2 separate regions of the Mus musculus genome follow, and region 2 is linked to region 1. The links are chromatin contacts, called in public promoter capture Hi-C maps. All regions are on one chromosome and are shown on one strand. The core of a region is the stretch at or near the end of the contact, and the rest is flanking DNA. Distances in the headings are between cores, read along the strand shown.

Region 1 (6,413 bases), core at 1,190-3,689:
AAGGAAAGGGGGACTGAAGCCACCCATGCCCAGCCTGTCCTCAGTCAGCAGCGCCTAGAAAGTTTGACCTGGCAGAAGCCTCAGTCCCAGCTGGTCCTGGGCCCCAGGTGGAAGAAGACACAGGAGTCCTAGCAGGCCCTGGAGGGGCAGACTATGAAAATCCCACCTGTTGGTGCTGGAGTGATGGCTCAGCAGTTAAGAACACTGGCTGTTCTTCCAGAGGACCCAGGTTCAATCCCTGCACCACATGGCAGCTCACAACTGTAACTCCAGTTCCATAGGATTTGGAACCCTCACACAGACATGAATACATGAAGGCAAAAACCCACTAAGGATGATGGATGGAGGAGAGTGTGTGTGTGTGTGTGTGTGTGTGTGTGTGTGCGTGTGCTGAGCTATCTCGCCTGCCCATATATATATGTTTATGTATATCTTCCACCCATGGGTTCCCCCCCAGAGAGCCATCTCCATCTGGCCTCACTTCTCTAAAGCCAAACATCTCAGTCATTTGCTCCACACTTCCTGTTTGGTGCTTGTTTCTTGATTGTCACTCTCCAGTTTGTAGCTGTGCAAGTGTGGGTGTGGGAGATGGGCTGGGGACTTCTCTGCCTCTTCCTTCTAAACTGGCAGGGCTTTCACTTCCTCCCCAGACTCCCAGTTCTGCCTTCTAAAGGCTGTTTGGGTCAGAAGACACCCCCACCCTTGGGTGTCCTTTCTGAACCACAGGAAAACAGAACTCGCTGTCTCCGAAGTGCCTTGCAGCTCCTTAGGAACAAAGGGAAGTGGTGGTGGGGGCGCTGGGGTATGTTGAGTAGTAACTGAGACAGGCAGAGAGGCCCAGTCCTGCTCTCCCAAGATGGAAGAGAGGACCTCAGTCCTGCCTGGCACCATGAACAGCTAAGCGGGGATCTTCTCTTTCATCAGTGTCTTCTCCCCCAGAATCCCACCAGATGATAGTGGTGCTCAGCCTACCCCAGACGCCCTCAGCTGTACCCACAGGAGAACACTGAGACACGGAGGGGCCTGATGCTTCCCATTGCATCTCTCTGAACCTCAGGCTCCTCCCAAAGCTTTATGTCAATCCTGTAGAGGATTAAAAACGTGTAAAATACAGGGTGGGTTAATACCTGAAATCCCAGCACTCAAGAGATAGAGGCAGAAGAGGCACAAGTTTGAGGCCAGCCTGGGTTATGGGAGAGCCTGTCTAATATATATATATATTTTCTTTATATATATATATATAAAGAAAATATAGGTAGGGGTAACAAACCAAGCTTGAGGAATTCTACCTTCCAGGCAGAAAGAAAGCCTGGAAGCCACTGTCCCCACGACCAGCACAGGATAAATCTCCCCCATGTCCTTTGGCTCTTTCTATGTTGTTGAATAAGCCCTCAGCCCCTAAAATAACCTGTAGAGAAGCAGTCTCCCAGTTCCTCCAGAAGAGACCAGGCAGGCTGCTGGGCCTGAAGCCAGAGCCCACAGAGAGGCCTAGACCTACAAGGCAGAGTGCAAGGAAGGTAAACACAGTGCCCCTACCCTACCCTCCGCCTGGTCCACCTGCTAATCAGGGAGGGCTGGGGCAGGGGGCGGAGGCACAGTTCCAAGAGGTCCCACATCCTTTGCTGTCAAACTCACAGGATTGGGATGGATGTGGGTGTTGGCATTCTGCATGCTAGGGCTAGTTGGCTAAAGGAGTAAGTTTGTGAGGCGGGAACACCCATGACTCAGAGCCCATGATGTCAGACCCTTCACCGTCGGGTCACTGTCATTACACACGACATGGAATGTAGTAGAACTAAGGAAAGCCACGCGAGGTGCCACAACTAAAGCAGAGAGAGCCAGTGGCATAAAGGACTCTCCAGAAGGGACTACTACTGTTCCACTAGGGCGCGCCCTCTGGGTATCTCTTTTTGGAGCGACCCGGGATGCAGTTGAGTAAGACTGGGAACACTGGGAACCAGACACCAGAGTCAGGTTTCAGGAAAACACACTGTCCTGTACTCAGACTTGAGGTAACTGGCCAGACACAGACAGGAGCACGCAGTTATAGGCGCTAGACGCAACAGGGGGCGCGCGAACCTCCACCGCGTCAGCACAGGTGAGTCAGCCCAGGCTAGCAGCCGGTACCGGCGGGGCTCACTCTGCGAACGGAACCAGACAGTGTCACATTCCCCACGCCCGCTCCGGGTTCCTCTTACCCAGCGCGCGGCAGCTCCCGAGGACCAGCGCGACCGCGGGCGCGGCCAGCAGGGCGACCAACAGCGTGCAGCCGACGGTCAGCATGCTTCCTTCTACGCGGGACGGCGGGCGGCAGAGCGGCTCCGCAGCCGGGGCCGGGCGGCCGGCAGACTGGGGCAGCGAGAGCAGTCGCCCTCGGCCTCGGGCTCCACACTCAGCTCGCACTGCGAGCGCTCGCCCCGGCGTGGCTCAGATCGGTGTGGGCGCGACTTCCCACATGCACGTGACACACAGCAGCCGGCCGTCCTGGCAACAGTGAAACATTTGAGGAACCGGTGCTGAAGCTCCTCTTGGCAGCCCCGGCTCGCGGTTACGAAAGCCCAGTAGGATGGCGCAATCGGCCAGCGCTCCGGGCCACCGGAGGGGGTTACTTCCTGCAGCCGCGCCACACCTGAGCCCCCAGGGACCCCCACCAGGGCCCCTCCCCAGGTTTTGACGCTGAGATAAGGAGAAATATCCCCCTCCTTCCTTCCATCCGCGCCTCCGCTTGAGTTTTGCTTTCATGAGCGCCAGCCAGTGGCTCTGGCTGTTAAAGTAGAAGGCAGGTCAGTGTCCTGGGTGCTTACGGGAATCAAACAGGGAATCCGAAAAGACACCGATGTCTGCTTCGAGCCCAGAGATTGTGATTTAATTGGTCTGAAGGAAAACTTAGGCGTCCATAACCTGAGAAAAAGATTTCCTCTCATCTTCCAGTGGAGGAGCAGCTCTTTGAAGGCTACTGCAGAGGCAACGAAACCAGTGTGCGCTTTTGAGTCTGGCCCAGAGACACATGTGTTACCCTCCTCAAGATTGCTATCCCGATCCGGAAGTCTCAGTTTTCTCACCTATTAGAGATGTATTTTTAAGCCCATGATAAAGATTCCTGGAAACACTGTCGATGTACCTGGAGCCTAACTGCTCAACAAGGAGTAGGGCTTTGATTACCCATCATGACTTGACTGGACACAAAGGAACCGGCGTTTGCTATTTACCAGACTCCACCAAGGTTCCCTTCCAAGCTACAGAGCTTGAAGCTACAGGGCAGCTTCCCATGCAAATGCAGAGGGAAAGAAACACACTGAAAAGAAAATTTAGGGCTGGTGAGATGGCTCAGCGGTTAAACGCACTGACTGACTTCCGGAGATCATGAGTTCAAATCCCAGCAACATGGTAGCTCACAACCATCTGTAATGAGAAACAAATAAAACCTATGGGCCTGAGCGAGCCGGGCCGGAGCAAGAGGGAGAAGGGAAGGGATAAGAAAAAAAAAAGAAAGAAAAGAAAATGTAGATGGGGAGCCCTGGACCTACACCAGTATGTTTTAATGTATTCTTCCATTTCAGGGTTCAGCTGATTAGAGTCCATGGGGCAACTGGAATGTGTGTGTGCTGGCTGAACCCCTAAATAAGACATGACCTTATTTAAGCAACATGCTGGCCTCAGACCTAGGCATCCACCGCTCTCTGTGGATGTCAGAACCAAACCTGTACCCAGGACAATGGGATTGGTTTTGATGGCACTTCCTCAGCCACGCTATAAGTCGGAGAGAAAGGCATGGTTGTTCTCTCTCCCTGTGGTGGGGCAGGCATTTGGGAAGCAGAAGCAGGTGAATAGCTGTGAGTCTAAGGCCCTGTCTAAAAAAAATACATATTTTTTTCTCCTGCTATTTAAAATGGGATTAAATAGCAAGAGGATGTGGTAGTACACACCTGTAATCCCAAAACTCTGGAGGCTGAGGCAGGAAGATCCAGAGTTCGAGGCAAGCATAGTGGAACTTGCCCTATCTTAAAAATATAATTAATTTCCAACAGACTCTCATTGTGCTGCCTCCTTCCTTTCTGTGGTAAACAGAGACCTGAAAATAATTGCAGAGAGACAAGTTGCTGGCCTGAAACAGGAAGGCTACAGAAGGCTGCCAGCTCAGATAGAAGGAATGTTGAAGGCAAGAGCAGACATCTCAGACACGACCCGGCAACCCTGGCCAAGTGGCTTCCCCCCATCCACCCCGTTTTGATCCTGGAGTGTGGGGGGGGGGGTGTTCCATAGTCAGATGAGTTTAGTTCCCATCCCAGGTCTACTGCTTGATAGCTGTAGGATTTGGGCAAGTTATAGTTAATTTCTCTGTGTTGTTTAGATATTTCTCAACCCTAATTTTAATGATGGTTTTTAAACACTTTAACCTCCCTCCTAGAGGCAGTGGAAATGGAAAGTTATTAGGATACAGGAATTAGGTAGTTAGGATATTAGGAGGTGGATCTGTCTAGAAATTGTTCTTTGGAGCAAATCCCATCCACTTGCAAATACTTGATGAATATAGCAGCAGTCCAGGTCGGTAGTGTCAGGATAACAAACACAAATCAACAGCAGTGTTGGCACAACCTAGCAGAAACAGCCAGGCCTCGGCCGAATCTGCATGAGTTAGCAGGAGTGATTAGGCCTGGAGAAGTTCTTTGCCTTACTTCTCTTAACAAAGTGAAGATCAGCGAAGAAGACCAGGAAGCATTGCAAAGCTAGCTATGCAAGCAAGCCCTTTCCCACTGTCCATTGAGTCTTAGTTATCCGCTCTCCAAACATAACGTGTTCTCAAATGGGTCTCGCCTCAGTATGTGAGTCTGTCTTAGCAAAACTCCACTTGAGTCTGTATCAGCTGACATCACTCTGCCCGAGTCCATGGAAGCAGCAAGAAGCCACCAGAACACCACTAGAAACGTTTCCAGTATGTTTCTCTCTATGGAGTCACAACAAATGGAGCTCAACAATGAAATGTAAGGTGAACTGATCCTTGCATGTAGTTAGAGAAGAATCCTACATCATGGGTCCTTTCACGGGTCTGCTTTAGCAAAACATCCTTTTACCTTGTGTCTGCTTCAGGAAAATACTCCTTCATGTCACATGTTTGCCCCAGCAAAATACCATGCCACACAACTGACTTTCCAAAGAACTCAAGTTTCTACTTCATCTCAGAGCCTTTTTTACTGATTTGTGTGGTAAGAATTTATAATATACAAAGTATTAGTGTTGTGCTTCAAGTCCTGGTATGATGGCTCCTGCCTTTAATCCCAGCACTTGGGAGGCAGAAGCAGGCATATCTCTGTGAGTTTAAGGCCAGCCTGGTCCACAGAGTGAGTTCCAGGTCATCCAGGGCTACACAGAGAGTCCACCTTCACTTTCCCACCCTCTTTCCTGTACCAGAGCCTTGCGTGTAGGTAAGTTTCTACAATGATGTCCGTGGTTTCTAATCTGCATGCCTTGTTCAAGCTTATCCTCTGGCCAGGCCTTCCTTTCCTTTAGTCTTACACCCTACTCTGCCCTCACACTCGTCTCTGACAGGCACGGTGGTGGATGATTGTAATTCTGGCACTGAAGAGGCTAAGGGGGAAACGTGGCAAGGTTCTGGCCACGCTGGACAAGACCCTATTAAAAAAAAAAAAAGCCAAGCATAGCTGTGAACACATGTATCCTCAGTATCCAGGAAGGAAAGATAAAATTACCCCAAGTGTGGGCCCAACGTAATCCACAAGTTAAAAAAAAAAAAAAAAAAAAAAAAAAGCCAAACCTGGACTTGGCTGTCTTTTTCAGAAAACTCAATGGTCTCTTTCCTCAATTCCAAGAAAGCTGTCATCCACTGGTTAGCTTGGGTGCCAGAGTCCTGTGTTCCTCCCAAATGCCATGTGACTTTGTTTACCACCCTGCCTTCCCTGTCACCCTGAAGAACTCATCTCTGCATCTCCTGCTGAAGGGCCCAACACATACTGAAGATCTCTATCTAAGGTAAGGAAAGACATTCCTCAGGGCTCTGAGCAGTCTCTTTCCTCCTTGGAGGCTGTCTGAACTCTACACTTAGTGGAAGTTCAGTTTTCCAGCCAACATTCCAGGTTGTTACGACAACACTGTTAAGGAGGAGAGAAATCAAACCTGTGTGTATGAGCTTTGCTGACAACCCCCACCCCATGAACCTCCCACCCCAAGTCAGACTCCTGCTACCTGTCCCCAGGAGTTACCAGCCCCTCCTGGGTGCCTGCCAACTCCAGGAAAAGACCCTCCTATTGGTGTAACAGTGTATCAGATAAATCTCAACTTGGGAATGGAGACATCTGGCCTCCAGGAAGCAGAAATGAACGGCAGGTGAGGCTAAAGTACCCTGTGCAGGGAATTCAGACAAGCCCGTGTGACTGCAGCAAAGGAACACAGGACTT
Region 2 (6,413 bases), core at 2,791-5,290, 160 kb after region 1:
CATTTGGGGAGTCTTCCATTCTTTCTAGTCTCCTTCCAGCCTCTCTTCCTCCTTTCTGTTTCCCATTATGGCCAAGGCTCTCAGGAGGGAAAAATAGAACTTGAGAGATGAGGGGTAACATCAGTAAGTGGAGGGCAAGAATATAAATATTTCATACACACACTCAGACTTTGGGAACTACAAAAGAGAAAAGACAAAATACCACAAGCACCTAACTTGGGGCTTAGTCACATTTATTAGTCTTTCCCTGGGAGGCAAGTGCCACATCCAATTAATTGGAATTGATTGGTTGTTGGGACATGTTATTGATCTAAGACAAAGTCACTGTGAAGTTGTGTGGGGGAGGGAGATGTCAGAATTAATGGGAGCAAGGACACATGGAACATGCCTGAGGACTGATAAAGAGTGTTTTCCCAGCCCCCGTGCAGCTATAACTTGGGCTCCTTTTTGCCACAGTGAGTGAAGCATCAGCCAAATGGCACTCAACAGACCCAATTCTCTCCAAGAGGGGGAAAAATAACCAGGTTGAATCCCTATGAAGGAAGAGCCTTGGAGAAGGCAGCCCCGGACCTCTGGTGACAGAAAGCTGTAGAAAGGAATGGGAGTCCTGAGGGTTGCAGGCTGCCTCCTGACAGAAGCAGTTCCCTCTTGCTCTTGATCTAAAAGCCTTAGTTTCAATTCAGCCAGGAAGGAGAAGCTGGGAGTCTGCTAGTCTGGAGCCCAGACTGAAGCCTGTGAGTGCAATAGCTTTTCTGTTCTGGACACCCAATGGTACCTTGAAGGAGGATGCCTTAAGGTCATGAGGAGGAAACAAGGACCCAGATGGTACAAGCACCAGCCCCACATTGCAAACATTTTCTGGAACTCCTGTTGACTTGAAGCTATGAAGTTGGAGTCCATTGAGAAGACTGAGCAGTCTCACAGGAGAAAAGAAATCTGGGAACGTTAGAAGTTTGGTTGGAAAGGAGAAAGTAGAGGAGATGCAAACCCCTAACCTTACCCCCCGGAAAGCCCTGGGCAGCTGAGGTGGCATCGAAAGGCAGGTGGCAAAGCTTCTGAGGCGCTGCTGACATGGTGATCCTCTGGAAGCTGGTGCTGTCACACAACAGGGAGGAGAAGAGTTGTGTGGGAGCTTCGGGAAACGGTAGGTGCCCGGATATGAAGCCCTGCCCAGTGTTCTTGAATTACAAAAACATGATCCAGCACACACTGAACACAGTAGAAGAGGGGTTGTGGTGGGGACGGCATGAAGGACAGATAACCAAGACCATATTTGGGGAGTGAAAGACCACAAGGGTCAGTGCCCTTGAAGATGGGTTTCCTCCTGTACATGGTGAGGCTCTGGTTCGTCTCCCTGACCTTTCTTCACAGAGAGGGGAGGGGCCGATGACGACCAGAGTTTGCCTGCCTGCTTCTGTGTGATATGTTTGATATTGGGTTGTTAAATTATGAACCAACTGAATGTCAAGCATACTCTCACAGCAGTAAGGAGACTTGGCACCACCTCCTTGGCTCCGTCAGCCCCTGGGGCTCTGAGACTCTTGTCTGCCTGACTTTCTGGTTTGTTTTCAAGACAGGGTTTTCCTACATAGCCCTGGTGGTCCTGGAGCTCACTATGTAGACAAGGCTGGCTTCAAACTCACAGAAGTCCTCCTGCCTCTGCCTCTGCCGCCTGAGCACTGGGACTAAAGGCACATGCCACCATACCCAGTGCTTGTTTTTTTTTGTTCCTTTTTTGTTTTTTTGTAAAATGTTGGTGATGGGACCCAACACCTCATATTCACTAAGCAAATACTCTACCACTGAGCTATAGACCCAGGTTATTACATTATTTTTTATTTTATATATATATATGTATATGTATATATATATATTTGCTGTCTTCAGACATACCAGAAGAGGGCATCAGATCCCACTACAGAGGATTGTGAGCCACCATGTGGTTGCAGGAATTGAACTCAGGACCGCTGGAAGAGAGCAGTCAGTGCTTTTAACCGCTCAGCCATCTCTCCAGCCCTATGATTTTTTAAAAAGATTTATTTATTTATTTATTTATTTATTTATTTATTTATTTATTTATATGTGAGTACACTGTAGCTGTCTTCAGACACTCCAAAAGAGAGCATCAGATCTCGTTACAGATGGTTGTGAGCCACCCTGTGGTTGTGGGATTTGAACTCAGGACCTTCAGAAGAGCAGTCGGTGCTCTTACCTGCTAAGCCATCTCACCAGCCCCATGATTTGTTTGTTTGTTGTTTTGTTTTTCTAGACAGGGTTTCTCTGTATAGTCCTGGCTGTCTTGGAACTCACTTTGTAGACCAGGCTGGTCTCGAACTCAGAAATCTGCCTGCCTCTGCTTCCCAAGTACTGGGATTAAAGGCATGCACCACCACTGCCCGGCTAAAAGTATCAGTTCTTTGTTGTTGTTGTTGTTGTTGTTGTTTGTTTGTTTTTTGTTTTTCAAGACAAGGTTTCTCTGTGTAGCCCTGGCTGTCCTGGAACTCACTCTGTAGACCAGGCTGGCCTCGAACTCAGAAATCCACCTGCCTCTGCCTCCCAAGTGCTGGGATTAAAGGCATGCACCACCGTGCCTGGCGATTCTTTTTCTAACTAAATTTCTCTCCACAACTCTCCTAAAAGAGATGTATATAGAGCCCATGTTAACCCGGAAGGCTCATGTGGAAGTGGGAGAGAGCTGAAATTTGAGGAGCAACTCTTCATATATCTTGCCCCCTATGGTAGAAAGGATGTATCTCTCCTCCTTGTCTTCTGCTCTTGTCTTTTTCTCCTCTCTATTGCCCTCTTCTCTATCAACCCATACATGTCCTTTCTCTGGTTCTCTCTTGTCCCCTTTTCCTGACTGGCCTCTCAATTGGGGGTGCTTGTTTTCTTTGCTTTCTTCCAACAGTTAGCTGGAAGTCTCTCCTCCCAGTCTGTTAGTATCAGTCTGTTCTTAACAGGGAGGCTCTCGAGAGGGAGCCGGCTCTGCCCCTGCCCCCACCCTGATGCTTGACTCCGGTCCCACACTGCTGTGGTTTAGCCTCAACACTAACTATCCTTGACATTATGAATTAATTAGAACCACTTCTACTTGCTCTGCTAGCTCCAGTCCGGTCACCTTGAACAGTGTCCACTCCTCTGGCATAGATGGGTATATGGCAACTGTGTATGGGATCAATTGCCACCTGTCAATAGCAAGATTCCAAGTGGAATTATGAGCATAGCTGGCACTACACTGGGGGAAGTAGAGCTGGTGGACACTATAATGGCATGGTGGACAGCGGGCTGGGGAGGGGGCCACAGAGGGAGCAGTTGAAGAGGAGTAGAGGAAAGCGACAGTCTTCAGTATGTCAGACCTTCTATTTTAAGGTCGCTATGAGAAAACGTGATCCTGTTCTGTGACCTCCTTGTTTCTCATCCCACTTGACACCCTGAGATACCCTTTCAGATCCCAGGCCTTCAACTTTATCCTATGGCCTTTACAGACTAATGTCTCCTTGCCTATTAGAGAATCCCAAAATAGCCCAGCAATCCCAACTGTCAATCTGGGGGAATTGTCAACGATCATGAGTGACCTCCCATCGTCACTGTTGACCACGCTCCTTAGATACCAGGAATCCAAAGACCAAACCAGTAGAGTTTGGTCCATATCCAATATAGTCCAAGGGGAGAATGAGAGATCTGAAGGCTACTAGGACCCCTCTGGTGGCGAGAACTGCTAAAGTACCCTTCTGTGCTTCAGTGTTCCCCCCTCTTCTGTTCCTCTACTTTTGAGGGACCCACAGAGCTGCCAAGAACGAGTGGAAAGTTTCAAGGTCAGGGAGAACCTCCCCCACCCCCACTTTCCATTGTCTAAAATCAGCCTCAGCTGTTCCTCAATTTTTTTTTTCTTGCTGGTGATGTCAGTCTATCAATGTGTCTGACCCTGTGTTCCCCCAGGGGAACAGTGAAGGGATGGGAGGGAGCTAGAAAGACCATGTTAGGAAGAAGAGGTGGAGCCGCAAGCACAGATAAAGGTTCAAACCTGGGGAACTTTGAGTGACCCGGGTGGCAGCCCTTCCTCTCTGGCCCCAGCCTCCAGTTCTCCAGTGTTCACAGGTGAGCCCACCAACGGTCACAGCTCATGATGGAGGCCATCAAGAAAAAGATGCAGATGCTGAAGTTAGACAAAGAGAATGTTCTGGACCGAGCTGAGCAAGCTGAAGCTGAGCAGAAACAGGCAGAAGAAAGAAGCAAGCAGGTAGGTGCTGGTATGGACCTTTCCCACTTGCTGGTTGCAAGACAGAGATGGTCCAGGCAATGGTGGCACACACCCCTGTAATCCCAGCACTCAGGAGGCTGAGTTTCAAGGCAGCCAGAGGGGCAGGGGGTTCATGGGAGAGGCAGTGACCACTGGGCCAGCTTCTTTTTTGGGTGGGAGGAATGCCCCAGTCTCAATGAAGCCCCTCCCCCTGAACATCTAGGGCAGCAGTTCTCAACCTGAGAGTTGAGACCCCTTTGGGTCATTAACCCTTTCACAGGGGTTGCCTAAGACCATCAGAAAACACAGATACTTACATTATGATTTAAACAGTAGCAAAATTAACAGTTATGAAATAGCAATGAAAATAATTTTATGCGTGGGGGTCTCCACCACATGAGGAACTGTATGAAAAGGTCTCAGCACTAGAAAGGCTGAGCACCATTGCTTTAGGGTAGCCCCTTTGCACTGTCATGTGACCTTGAGAAAGCCGGTGGCCTCTTCCTAGCCACAGTGTGCCTGCAGGACTTAAGTAGAAGTAGACCACATTTTGAAGAATGTCTTACTTCTAAAGCAAAGGGTAAGGAATGATCCAACTCTCTCTGTCTCTCTGTCTCTCTCTGTAACATCACAGAAATAAGCTTCCCCACTAGATGTTTATCATTCAACAGTCTTGCATTAAAGCACCAGATGACTTGGTCACCTTGGGGCCAGACATTATAGGGTCTGAGGTGAAGCCATAGCCTGATGCCTGGAGCATGGCTGAAGAAGTGTGTCTCTCCTGGGGCTGGGCTCAGTGCTCTTTGGAGTCCAAGTATACACTGTTGTGTTTATGTCTTTGTGTGTTACTCTCTGGGCTCTGGCTCCAGCTAGAGGATGAACTAGCAACCATGCAGAAGAAGCTGAAAGGGACAGAGGATGAGCTGGACAAGTATTCGGAAGCTTTAAAGGATGCTCAGGAGAAGCTGGAGCTAGCAGAGAAGAAGGCAGCCGACGTGAGTATTGGGGGATGGCTTATTTGCCTTCTTACCCATAGACTGTGGGGACATATGCCAACATAATACTCTTGCACATGACAATGCGCTGGCATGCTCTTCTGTTGGGGTATACTTTCTTACTCAAAGACATGTTGAGATTGAGGGCATAGTTCAGTGGCAGCATGCTTTCCTAACGTGCATGGATCCCTGGGTTCTACACTAGCACACATGCACGAGAGAGAGAGAGAGAGAGAGAGAGAGAGAGAGAGAGAGATCTCATTTCTGCACTATTCAACCTCCTTCGCAGTAATCTAATGACCTTTTCCAGAACCTGGACAAAGGAGGGGCCTCCACATCCAGATGCATGCTCTCAGGTATCCACTCCCCCACCCCCCCATGCCACATTCTTAGCTTTTGTGTACAAGGTTTGGCATGTGCATGTGTGTATTAATAGGGAGCCTCTCATCTCTCAGTTACCCAAGAAAGCCAGCTTAGATTTCACAATAGAAAATGGAGGTCACACTGACCTTGGCCCTATATGGGTTTATTTGTCCTAGCCAAGGTGGACATCTGCCTTTATGCCATAGAGATGCTACAGAGAACTCTGATCATAGGAGAGCAGTGACGTATCAAGGGTGAACTATAACAGAAACTGGGAAGCAGGCTAAGGCAGTACCCCTAGATCTTACTCTACAGCCCTGAATAAATTACATAGTTCTTAAGAGCCTTTTCCCCTCTTAAAACGAAAATGAATTGCCTCTGCCCACCTCCTACTACAGTTTGGTACCCACTTTCCTTCATTTCCAACACTGACGTTTGCTGCAAAGAGAAACACAAGACTATATAGGACATCTGCTTTGAAGAAAAGTACCACAGGATGGTTTATTTTTTATTTGGGGTGCTGGGGATTAAATTCAGCCCTCCAACCAGCTACATTTACCTAGCCCATAGGGGTTTTAACAAAAACAACAAAAGGATATGTCAGTTACACAGGCATATCATACACAGTTCTCAGCATCCAGGTGAGGAGAAAACTAGAAGCTGATGTTATTTTAAATCATGTTTGGTTTTGGAAAACAGCTTAAAGGACAGAGTGGATCACTCCCGACGGACGCATTTAGATGCTCACGTTCAGTCTTTGCTGGGAGGCATCTGCTCTTCTCTTTCTTTCTTTTTTTTTTTTTTTCTAATATATT

The links. Promoter capture Hi-C pulls out the DNA fragments that hold promoters and counts their contacts.
Region 2: a contact with region 1 is called in a promoter capture Hi-C map of the HPC-7 cell line. The contact joins the promoter of Tpm3 here to the promoter of Il6ra in region 1. A contact is called at or near these places in 25 of 39 promoter capture datasets (the 3T3-L1 cell line, 3T3-L1-derived adipocytes, the C10 cell line and 16 more), 6 of 484 Hi-C or Micro-C datasets (bone marrow-derived macrophages, embryonic stem cells, hematopoietic stem and progenitor cells and 1 more), 9 of 115 datasets of contacts at active chromatin or transcription factors (the HPC-7 cell line, bone marrow-derived macrophages, effector CD8 T cells and 6 more) and 4 of 9 other capture datasets (adipose tissue, liver, macrophages and 1 more).

The regions. Positions count from the first base shown.
Region 1 is chr3:89,910,757-89,917,169 of GRCm38.p6, forward strand. Il6ra (interleukin 6 receptor, alpha) reads right to left here and starts at 2,440. Exons shown (of 10, transcript NM_001310676.1): 1 at 2,199-2,440. The coding sequence starts at 2,283.
Region 2 is chr3:90,068,611-90,075,023 of GRCm38.p6, forward strand. Tpm3 (tropomyosin 3, gamma) reads left to right here and starts at 4,041. Exons shown (of 10, transcript NM_001293748.1): 1 at 4,041-4,240; 2 at 5,110-5,235. The coding sequence starts at 4,124. Mir190b (microRNA 190b) reads left to right here and starts at 1,410; the gene lies at 1,410-1,489.